Regions from separate parts of the Mus musculus genome. Here region 1 is linked to region 2. The links are chromatin contacts, called in public promoter capture Hi-C maps. All regions are on one chromosome and are shown on one strand. Each heading gives the region's core, a stretch centred on a gene start, on an enhancer-like site or on the middle of the called end of the contact. The rest is flanking DNA. Distances are from core to core; before and after follow the strand shown.

The links. Promoter capture Hi-C pulls out the DNA fragments that hold promoters and counts their contacts.
Region 1: a promoter capture Hi-C map of liver shows a contact between it and region 2, with 5 times the contacts expected there. The contact joins the promoter of Hic2 here to the promoter of Zdhhc8 in region 2. A contact is called at or near these places in 2 of 39 promoter capture datasets (cranial neural crest and liver) and 1 of 115 datasets of contacts at active chromatin or transcription factors (pancreatic cancer cells).

Annotation. Positions count from the first base shown.
Region 1 is chr16:17,229,483-17,234,884 of GRCm38.p6, forward strand. Hic2 (hypermethylated in cancer 2) reads left to right here and starts at 4,105. Exons shown (of 3, transcript NM_178922.3): 1 at 4,105-4,248.
Region 2 is chr16:18,233,358-18,239,126 of GRCm38.p6, forward strand. Zdhhc8 (zinc finger, DHHC domain containing 8) reads right to left here and starts at 1,779. Exons shown (of 11, transcript NM_172151.4): 1 at 1,550-1,779. The coding sequence starts at 1,653.

The sequences.
Region 1 (5,402 bases), core at 2,855-5,354, 1.0 Mb before region 2:
TCCAGACACTGCTGGGATACTGCTAGACTCAGAACCAACACTAAAAGCCCTTTGACAGGCCACACAGGAACCAACTACTGTAGAAGCTTTCTAAAATATACGCTACAAATATGAAAGGACTCTAAATGGAGTCCTCAAATATGGGGGACGGACGGACAATGCCCCAGCTAAACATCTTTCATCACCAAGTGGAACATCCAGTGTCGGAAATGGGTTACATCTGGTTAAGTCACTGGCCAAAGGTTTGCCCATGGAAACCCCCAAACATCTCAGGCTACTGCCAAGGCTGACTTCACAAAGTGCTGGGTAAAGCTCTGTTGCTTTGTTGAGTATAATGCTTATGAATGTTACTAAACTTGGAGAAGTCAGGCTGCTGCCTACCTAGCAGCTTTATCCCTACCGATGGAATGTTCATGGTACTAGAGAGTGAAGAAAGGTGAACACTGAGCCAGCTACAAGCTGTACAACTTACAACAATGATCCACGCAAGAGATTTGCTGGTGCAATAGTGGCATAGATGTAGGAGTAACCAACCACTCTCTGCTTGGTCTTAAGGTCCATGTCATGACCGAGGGGATATAGCAATAAATGACTCCTAATGACATTCTGCTGTACCAACAGATCAGTGAAGCCATCATCAGAGAAGCTTCCTGGGAACTAACACAGAGACCCACAACTGGAAAATGTATAGAGAGTGAGAAATTTTGGAGCACATAGTCCTAAATAGATTGTCTTCATCTAACTCTCCTCTAAGGACTTTGGAACCTATTCATAATGAAGGCTGGAAGACTGTAAGTTCCAGAGGCGATGGATGGATGGTTCCCAGGAATCCGTGTCCTCCAGATACAACAGCACTGATACACATATGAACGCCCAGACTGTGGCCGCATGCACAGGGCTTGTGCAAGCTTAAGCCAGATGGGGTTCCACTACAGAGAGGGGGATGTGGACACAAAAACTTGCACCCCTAACCAAGATGCTATCTGCAATTGGAAAAAAAAATCAGTCTTCTCTAACGGAGTCTCACTGATTAATATTTGTCACACTTCAGGGCAGTCCACATGCCCAGGAGTCGATGACCAACACAATATAAACTGAATGGTGTTTTAGCATGTTTTTTCTTCAGATTGCTTTGTCTAAGCACTTTTTTTTTTTTTTTTGAGACAGTGTTTTACTATGTAGCTCTTGCTGTCCTGGAACTCTTTATGTAGACCAGGCTGGCCTCAAACTCACAGCAATCCACCTGCCTTTGCTTTCCAAGAGCTGGAACTAATGGCATGTGCCACTATGTTGGCTTAGTCTTTTGCTTGTTTTGGTTTCTGATTTTGTGAAGTTTTTGTGTGGATGTGGTATTAGGTTTTTGGTTTTGTTTATTTTTTAAAGAGAGAGAAGAGGGCCCAGGAGACGTTGTTGGTGCACACCTTTAATCCCAGCATTCAGGAGGCAGAAGCAGGAAGATCTCTGAGTTTTTTTGTTTTTTTTTTTTTTTTTGTTTTTGTTTTTCGAGACAGGGTTTCTCTGTGTAGCCCTGGCTGTCCTGGAACTCACTTCGTAGACCAGGCTGGCCTTGAACTCAGAAATCCACCTGCCTCTGCCTCCGGAGTGCTGGGATTAAAGGCGTGCGCCACCACGCCCAGCATGATCTCTGAGTTTGAAGTCAGTTTGGTCTATATATAGAGTTCCTGGACAAAGTTGCAGTGTGAGACTTTTTTTTTTTTTTAAGTGTGTGTGTGTGGAATGGTATAGATTTGAGTAGGTAGGAGCTGGGGGAAGGGGAAAGAATGATCATATATTGTATGAAAAAAAGTTATAAAAAGGTAAAAAAGTATAAGATAAACATGGTTGTGCTGACTTAGTGGTACCTCAGGTACCAGCTAACCTAACTACCCCAGGGGTGGCACAGCTGAATCTTACAATTGTAGCTCTGCCTTTCACTCTGTTTTTTGTTGTTGTTGTTGTTGTTTTTTGTTTTTTGTGTTCCAGACAAGCTTTCTCTGTATAGCCCTGGCTGTCCTGGAACTTACTTTGTAGATAGACCAGGCTGGCCTCGAACTCAGAAATCCACCTGCCTCTGCCTCTTGAGTGCTGGGATTAAAGGCATGCGCCACCATGCCTGGCTCACTCTGGATTTTTTTATTAGCCTATATTAATTACATGTAGTAATGGGTCTCATGACATAGTCACATAGCATATTTGGACCACAATCAGCCCATTACCCTCTTTTGTTTCTTTCCCACTGCCTCTGACCCCATTCTTTTCCCCAGCTTGTCTCAGTTCTACTCTTTCTTTTTTTTTTTTTTTTTTTTTTTTTTAGATTTATTTATTTATTATATGTAAGTACACTGTAGCTGTCCTCAGATACTCCAGAAGAGGGCATCAGATTGCATTAAGGATGGTTGTGAGCCACCATGTGGTTGCTGGGATTTGAACTCTGGACCTTCAGAAGAGCAGTCGGGTACTCTTACCCACTAAGCCATCTCCCCAGCCCCATACTCTTTCTTTTTTATGTGATTTAGTGAATTTAATTAGAACTGCTTACAGGGGAATAAGTGGGTGATTATTTATAGGAGTCAGGGCAATACCAGTGTATTATTTATAGGAGTCAGTTTACCAGTGACTATAACCACTGAAAAAAATGTTCCTTCCTGTAACCATCACCTAGGGAGTGGCAGGACCACCACACTTGGCTCAGTAAGTCTTCAAAACAGCCCACCTCTAAGCTGTTCTTCATGATTGACAATTCCTTTAACACGTGCTTGATAGTTCTTTTTTGTTTTTCCTTTCTGAGGCAGGCTCACTGTGTAGCCCTGGCTCAACTGGAAGTCACTATGTAGTCAGACTGGCTCTAATTCACAGAGATCTGCCTCTTTCAGCCTTCAGAGTTCTGGGACTAAAGACATGCCCCATGCCACCCATTTTCAATCTATTGAGTTTTCGCCATTTCTAGGATGTTTAGGCATAGTATTCTATGTCTTGGCTAGTATAATTGACAGCAGTAGCTTTATAATTTGCTTTAATATCTGTTAGGACAAATGTACTCCTATTTCTGTTGTTTGGTGTTTCAAAGATGATAGTTGTAAAAACAATCATGTATTAGCTATGTAGCTATTGGGTAAACTAAGAATTTTAATTTTTTTTAATCTGTTATTTTAAGCTTGTACATTCGGAAAGCATGCTTGCCTCTGTGAAGGGTTATTGAATTGGGTTTCAATGTTGACTCTGGGTCACAACCTCCCTATAGAACAGCTGTAGGTTCTGGCTAGGACTTTTCTGACCTTTAACAGTGGTGGGCTTTAGTGTTTAGTGTTCAAAGTAGAGAGATGGTCATCTAATAACTCTCTAGAGAATAACTCCGTGTGAACCCCAATACATTTGGATGGCCACAAGTCTTGGGTCTTTACTGGGCTGCCTAAACTCCTGTGACCTGCGGCGGTCACCGGAACTCTGGATAAGTAAGCAGAGTGTACACGGACCTCTCCGCCCTCTGCGCAATCCGGGTCGACCTTCGCGAGAGTGGATGTAAGGATCCTAGGAGAAGTTTAGGGTTAAGACTCCCAGGCCTCTTTTCTCCTTTAAAATCAGAACCACGCAGGCCTTCCTGCAGCCCAGACAGCGGAGCAAGCAGCCTTTGGGTGCTAAACTTTATAGACTGAGATACTCTGCGTAGATCAAGGGGCTCAAACGGGCGGAAGAGGAGAGGCGCAGGCCACCTGAACCGGGTTGGTGGTGATAGTGTTGGGGGTTCTGAAGGGTCCGGGTCAGGCTCAAAACGGGTCAGTCTTCCGTTTGAGGGCTGGGCATAGACCCGTGGTAAAGAGCAGGATTCTTGTTTCGCTGGGTGTTGCCCGTCAAGTATTTTGAGGTGAGGTTGCCATCCCGTTCTGGCGCCTGCATCGGGACCCTGTAGGCGACCTCCCGTGCGCCCCTCCCCCATTACACTCTGCCGCAGCCACTGGCCCATCCCTGGACTCAGACCCCTCGGCGGCCCCGCCCAGCCTCAGGGTTCCGCCCCCACAAGGGTCCGCCTCCAGGTCCGCCCTGTCGCTCGCCCATTCAGATGTGGGTCAGGGGTGAGCGGGTGGAGCTGACGTCACAAGCTTCCAAGATGGCGCGGAGCGGGCGGCTGTGAGCAGCGCTCTGGGCGCGCTGGGCGGAGAGCCGAGCGGGGGCCGGCGGAGGGCGGACAGGGCGGGCGCGTGCAGCTCAGGTCGGGCGCCCAAGACGAGGGGCCTCTGGCAGGCACCTGAGGTAAGCGGTGTCCTCGAGGGAGGGCGACGCGGGCCGGGCGCGCCCCCGGAGAGGGGGGCGTGGGCGCGCGTGGGACGGAGCGCGCGCACGGCCCCTAGTCTCGAACCGAGGCGCACGCGGGACCCTGGACGGGCGGGGGCTTTGTGGTTCAGGTGCCCGGCGGGTTGCGGCCGGCACGGGGACTCCGGGCACAAAGCCCCCAGGGCCGCGCCAGTCCGGGGACGCGAGTCTGTGGAGCGGGGGTCGACGGGGTAGCGGGCGCCGGCTCTTTGTGCCTTTTCATTAGCAATCTAATCCGAACGGCGTCGGGCGAGCTATGCTGCCTGACAGGCGGGCGTTCTCCCATTATGCAAACGGCTGTACGCCTGCGGCTGCCCCTCACTGGAACGCTTTACGGTTTCCAGAACTGCGCTTGTGTGTATGGTCTGCAGTCCTTTTCCTCGAGTACCCTTCCTGGCTGGGGGACTGGCCGTGTCAGGGACAGGGTAGGGCTTAGAGGGCCCGGCTCCGTGGCTGGGTGGGCTTTCTGCCCTGCCCCCAGACCTTTGCTGGAGGCAGCCGCCTGGCAGGAAGAGAGATGGGCTTGGGGGGAGGGGGTCGGGTGGCAAGAGGAAGGGACTGGCTGGCTCAGGGAGTGAGCTGAGGGGCCCTAGCTTGTCATTCTCTGTTTATCTTCCAGAATGGTTCATATGCACACAAGCCTGGGTGTAAGTGCTGGGGGAAAATACCTCTCCCTGGGGGGCAGTGACTTAGGTACTTGGAGTGATTGAGGCCAGATAATACTCTCAGCGGCCGCGCCCTGAACAGTTTTGGACTACCTTGCGACGAGAGTCCCGTGCTGATCTTGGCTGGCCGGAGAGATTCAGAAGTTATTTACTTATGTGTTCTATCCCCCTCTTCACAGTATCTTTTCTAGTTATAATTGTCAGGCGCATTTGGAAAGCTGTGTTCCAGGTTCCTCACTTTCAATCAGCAGGAGGGGTGTAACACTGAGAGGCCACCCCCACTGACATATGTGGCGATGGGGGAGGGGCGGATCCTTGCCTATAGGAATCCTGTGACTGGACTGTTACTGGGGTTTGCTAGCTGTGGCTTTTGCACCTAGGACCAGGAGATTCGGCAGGTCGTGGAGGGGCTCATCTTCTAGGCTGAAC
Region 2 (5,769 bases), core at 529-3,028:
CAGGGATTCTATCTTGAAAAAGACACCTACTCCAGGCTGGCCACCAGACCTGCCTATACCCTGGCACTGCCCAAACGAGCACAGCTGTCCAGCAGAGCCTCTTCTGAGAACAGAGCCACCTGAGTGTCAGGTCAGCAATACCCACATCTCAGGAACTCATCCAAGGGGCAGATGAGGATGCACACAGACTGAACAGGGCCCCAGTCATGCCAACTGCAGAGCCAGTTCAAGTCAGAGTAGCTGTCCCTTAAAGAGAACCCCAAACCTCAAGAGCACCCACATGCACAGCCCCAGAACACTAGCTTCAAGAACACAGAGGAAGCACTGCCCAGAAAAAACGGTAGCAACCTCAGAGACCAAAGCTTGAGGCAGAGTCAAGTTTCCAGGAACCACCTGGGTCCTCTGAATCCTCTGAAACTACTTACATTCTCTGAGGAGAGAAAGCAGGGGGAGAGGATTTTAATTTCTCTTAAAACTTTGATTCCCATATTGCATGTCTTAATTTTAGAGTTATGTTAAAAGACATCGAAATGTCCCTGTGACACCCTCTCTGCACTGAAACAGAACCCCACTCAAGACCTCTGGAAGACCGAATTTTCCAAGATATGTCCCCTCCAGTCTTAGCTCCCCAAGCCCTTCCTTAGTCCACAATCCACAACATCTGAGTGACAAGAACACAGACTTTCCCTGGAGCCAGAAATAAGCCCGTCCACACAGGCCTTTTTTAAACTTGCTCTTTGCAGCCAGTGGCACATACCCAACCCCAGCCTCCAGGTAAGGACTCTCCTCCCACAACAGGCACTGAATTCAGACTCCTACAAAGGCTGCTATATGTTTCTACAAAGTGGAAAGGGTGGCTCAGGCTCACTTACACCTGGGGCTGTCACACCTGGAAACAAATGGCCATCCCTTTGGTCACCTGAGTTGTGTCAAGGCTTTGGAATTGTAGAAAGAAACGAGTGGTCCGAGATTCAGAACCCCATGACCTATGAGCCAGCCCGGGGTAAGAAATTGAGGCTGCCTAGTGCCAGGCTGGCAAAGAGTGCTCCCTCCCCACGACTGGCAGCCTAGCCTCTGAGGTCTTTTGTGCTCCAGACTTAGAAGTGTAGGATAGAAGCCTCTCAGTGTTGTGTTCAGGGAGGGCTGAGGGCCTTGAGTAGGCTGTAGTGGCCAGTCACGGCTGTGGGGCAGGCCACACCTACGCTGAGAAACACAGAAATAAGTTGATTTTACATGCTGGCCGCGACGAGGGGGCTCACAGCTCCTACTCCCCCCCTCCCCCTAGGAAGGTTGGTGTCTGTAGGTGACACGCGTCCCCCTTCAAAGCCCCGAGGGAATGAAAGGCTGCAACCACACCCAGGGCCTGCTAGAACGCTCAGAGGCAGGCATTCACCTGTCCGTGCTCCGGGGACGCAGCCCCTCGCCGCAACCTGCTAATCCGCCCAGCCCACCGCCGCCCCCGTGGGGCACGTGCGCCCCTTCGGCTCCCACCCCCAACCTCCCTACCCCCACCCGCTGCTACCAGGCTCTGGACCCGGCGCCGACTCACGTGAATACGAAGAAGAGTGTGCTGGAACCAACCAACAGCGCGGCGGCCGTGGCCACCGGGATGTACTTGGCGGGTTTGAGGCGCGTCCCGGGGCTGCGGGGCATCCTGGGCGCCGCGCCGCCGCATCCCTCCCCGGGCCGGGCGGGCGGGGCCGGCCGGGTCGGGCCGGGGTCGGGCGCGCGGGCTGGACGCGGCGCAGGATCCGCCGCAGCGGCAGTGGAGGAAATCCCACCCCACGGGCGGCGGCGGCGCGCTGATGTCAGCGCGCCCCTTAAGGTGGACCCGGCGGCAGGGCCGCGGCGGGGGCGGGCTGAGGGTGGAGCGCCGGGCGGCCAACTCCTCTTTTGCGGGGTAGCCCGACACCCCACGCACGCGCAGCGCCCATCTGGACCGACAGGACAACGGAAAGCATGTTCTTTTTCTCTTTCTTGTCTGTCTCTTCCTTTCTTTCCTTTTTTTTTTTTTCCTTGCTACCGCAGGCCCTAACCCGGGAGCTCTCTTGGGCCTACATGCTCTCCAATCACAGTCCCGGGACAGGCTGAAGGTCCCCTGGCAGTCACTGGGGTGTGAGCGAGATTTCTATGACAAGGTAGGGGTATCATGGCTATCCAAACCTTAGCCAGTTCTCAGCCCTCCACACACTAAGAGTTAGGTCACCGAGTTCCTCTGTGTCCTGGCTCAGGCCGCAGGCTTGATTGAGGCCGTGTGTAAGAGACCTAGGAACGCCTTCGGAAAGCTGGTGTCCTAGGGAAAGTGACTGAACCCTGCTCTGGCCTTGACTAGAAAGGCTGCGCATGCTCACCACCCACCCGCGAGCAAGCCCACCTGCCCGCGCCAGGACGCAGCTGTTTAAGGTGGACCGGCCCTCCAAGGATGCTGCAGGCATCTGCATTGGCTTCCCCTAGCAGATCAGTTTTAATGTTTTGAGTAAGAACATGGTCAAACCCCACTGCTTGCCTTAGCCACTCCACAAGGCAGCAACATTTACTTTGGAAGCTTATTCAGGGCCTGAACAGGGTGCTGGCTGACGATTCCCCCAGAGCCGCCCCCAGTCCGGAGGCTCTTCTCCATCGTCCACCCCTCCCCAGACCAAGATAGTGGGAGCCTTCTTCCCTTGGTTGTTGCTATCTCCTTCTGTAGAGCCATAACCCAGAGTCCTTCAGCCACCTCCTCCCTACAACACTGCTTGTAGGCCTGGGACTCCTTGGCTCGCCCACAGCTCAGGGTCGAGTGCCTTAATGTAGAAACAGCTTTTCAACAGCATAAACAGTGATAGATTTTCTCTCAGATTTCTGTCCTGTTGGTCATTCCATGCCAGAAGACGTAGCTCAGGGTCTTCCAGCGTTGGTAAGATAGCAGTGATGTGACCTCACAGTGGAGAGCAGAGTGGATACAAACTCCTTTCCGCTCTCAGGTAAGTAAGTATCCAGCTGGCCCTCTGCATTAGGCACACAGTTCAGTTAAATTCGCCCGACTTTAATCTTGTCCTACAGCCCCTAACATAGAACGCTCAGAACCTCTAGGGCCTCTAGGGCCCACAGGAGGCTCCACGACTCACAGCTCCCCCACTGCAGAGTTCCTTTGGGATTAAGTCTACTCTCATGTTATATGTAGGGTACCAAGGCAGCCACACTACTGCCACAGTCTTGTAGGAAAATAGCAAACACTGGTCGTGGAGAGTCCAAAACAGTTTTAGGTGGGGCAGATGTAGCTGCTGAGGCCAGAGCCCAGAGTGATATGGTACCTTTCTTCCTGAATAGGGCTGGCAAGGCAGCAGGGAGCCACTGGAACACACAGCCTAGGAGAGCCGCAGAGGGCCTGAAACAGGAATGTAGAGTGGCAGCCAGCACAGCAGAGGGACTGAGATGGAGGTATAAAGCAGCACTCCCCACAACGGTGCTGACTTTCCATGCTTTCAGCTACCCACAACCCAGTTATTAAATAGAAGTCCATAAATAATTCAGATTTGTGTACGATTAGCCGGGTGTGGTGACTCATGTAATACCAGCTCTTGGAAGAGTGAGACATGGAGACTACCAGCCTTGGCTACACAGTGAAACTCATCTCAAAAACTAAAAAGCTGGGTGTGGTGGTACATATCTTTAATCCCAGCACTGGAGAGGCAGAGATAAGTGGATCTTAAGTTTGAGGCCAGCCTGGTCTACATAGTGAGTTCTAGGCTAGCCAAGCTATGTAACAAGAAACTAAAATGGTCAGGATGCAGCAGTTTGGTAGAATGCTGGCCTATTAAGGCACGGCACCACAGGGCTTAGAAGGATCTTAAATTCAAGGTTATCCTCAGCTACACAGCCAGTTCAGGGCCACCAGCCTGGGCTATGAGGCTATCTCACACTAACCATTTAATAACTATACTATGCTGCTCTCATCAGCCTTGGGTGTGAACTCCTCAGCTTCCCTATTTCCTCATTTGACACGCTGTAGCTTTCTTGTCTCAGTATCCCCAAAGTGCAGCAGTAGTGATGCCAGAGGCCCTGTGAAGCGAACTTAGGAACCTGTGCTGAGGTTGCTAAGCCCTATAGTAAGGTACAATATCCCTGATTCTATTGCAGTGTATCTGGCTTCATTACTCTGAACCTTCCACTATGTCAACTTCCAAACTTGCCACAGGTGTGTATGCACAGTAACACACAGGGCTTGGCACCCCCTTAAGTTTACAGCATCTACTGGGAGTCTTGGAATGCCCCCATGGATAAGATATATCTGTTTCTTTTATCTTTTCTTCTTCTTCTTCTTCTTTTTTTTTTTTTTTTGGTTTTTCGAGACAGGGTTTCTCTGTATAGCCCTGGCTGTCCTGGAACTCACTTTGTAGAACAGGCTGGCCTCAAACTCAGAAATCCACCTGCCTCTGCCTCCCGAGTGCTGGGATTAAAGGCGTGCACCACCACGCTCACTACATCTGTTTCTTACAGTCTTAAAACCTGTTAAGACTCCACCCTACTTGGCTCAGTCTCTGCGTCAGGATATAATACCAGGCTAGTTACCTGTTGATGTCCTTCCTCCAAACTATTGTCAATGGGGCACTCAAGACTTGAAGCAATGCATGTCTTCCTTGGCTACACCATCTATAGTATGAACCACTTCCTTGAATGTACATCAGAATACAACCTGAGCACAGGACAGCAGTGTCCCTTAGCCAGTTTGTATTTGCAGAATAGAAGGAAACCTTCTGGGTCTGAGTCCAGGATTTATGCCATGAGAGCCATCACAGCCATCCTCCTCTATTGCAGATACATGGGGAGAAATGCCAAACACTGGTCATAGGAAGAGACGTCCTACTTATAAAGTCCTCTCCCTAAGGGCATTTACCCCACTCAAAGGTTCATTTGCCTGTTACTACAAGGTAAAGGGTACTTGAACCTGAATCCTCAGTCCAGGGCCCGTGGACAGTTCTTCCAAGGCCACCTGTAGCCAATGTCTCAATTCTACTACATCAGGCCCCACTACATACACATATCTCTTCCTGGGATGGAGAAAACCAAGAAACAGCCTTTAGTTGGCTTTAGAGAGCAGCTTGGGGAATGAAAAGGTGCTTTTGCAGGAATGGGCAACGAGGGAGGTGTGAGTATGATAAAGTACATGTCTATATGGTAATGTCACCATGAAAGCTGACTTTGAATGCTAGCTTAAATTTCTTTAAAGCTTTAAACTGGACTGTAGTGGCACACACCTTTAATCCCATTGGGCAGATGTTCTGAGTTTGAGGCCTGCCTGGTCTACAGAGGGAGTTCAAGTACAGACAGAGCTACACAGAGAAACCCTGTCTCAAAATAAAAAAAAAAAAAAAACAAACAAAAAACAAAAATAAAAAAAGAGAAGAAAGGAGAAAGATGGAGGGAGGAGAGAAAAGGGGAGGGGAAAGGAGAAAGGCAGGCAGGCAGGCATTTGTAAGCACACCCTGCAAAGGACAAGGTCAGACTTAACAGGGTCAGTTTAATAAGGCGAGCATCAACAGATAAATATCCAGACTCTGGTAGGTGTTACTGGCAGTCTGCTACAAAGCAAGAGCAGGTCCTGTTAATGCACTCAGACCCCACCATGGGTCTTGCCCTGTGAGGTGGGGCTGCTGAAGCTCCTGAGCCCACAATGAGTCAGTCAGGTCAGGGCTTTCTTTTGCCTGTCTGTAAGTATGTGCATTATCATTTGATTTGCCTAGAAAGAGAGTGTCTAATTCTCTGGGGCTTCAGGCAATTGTGAGCTTA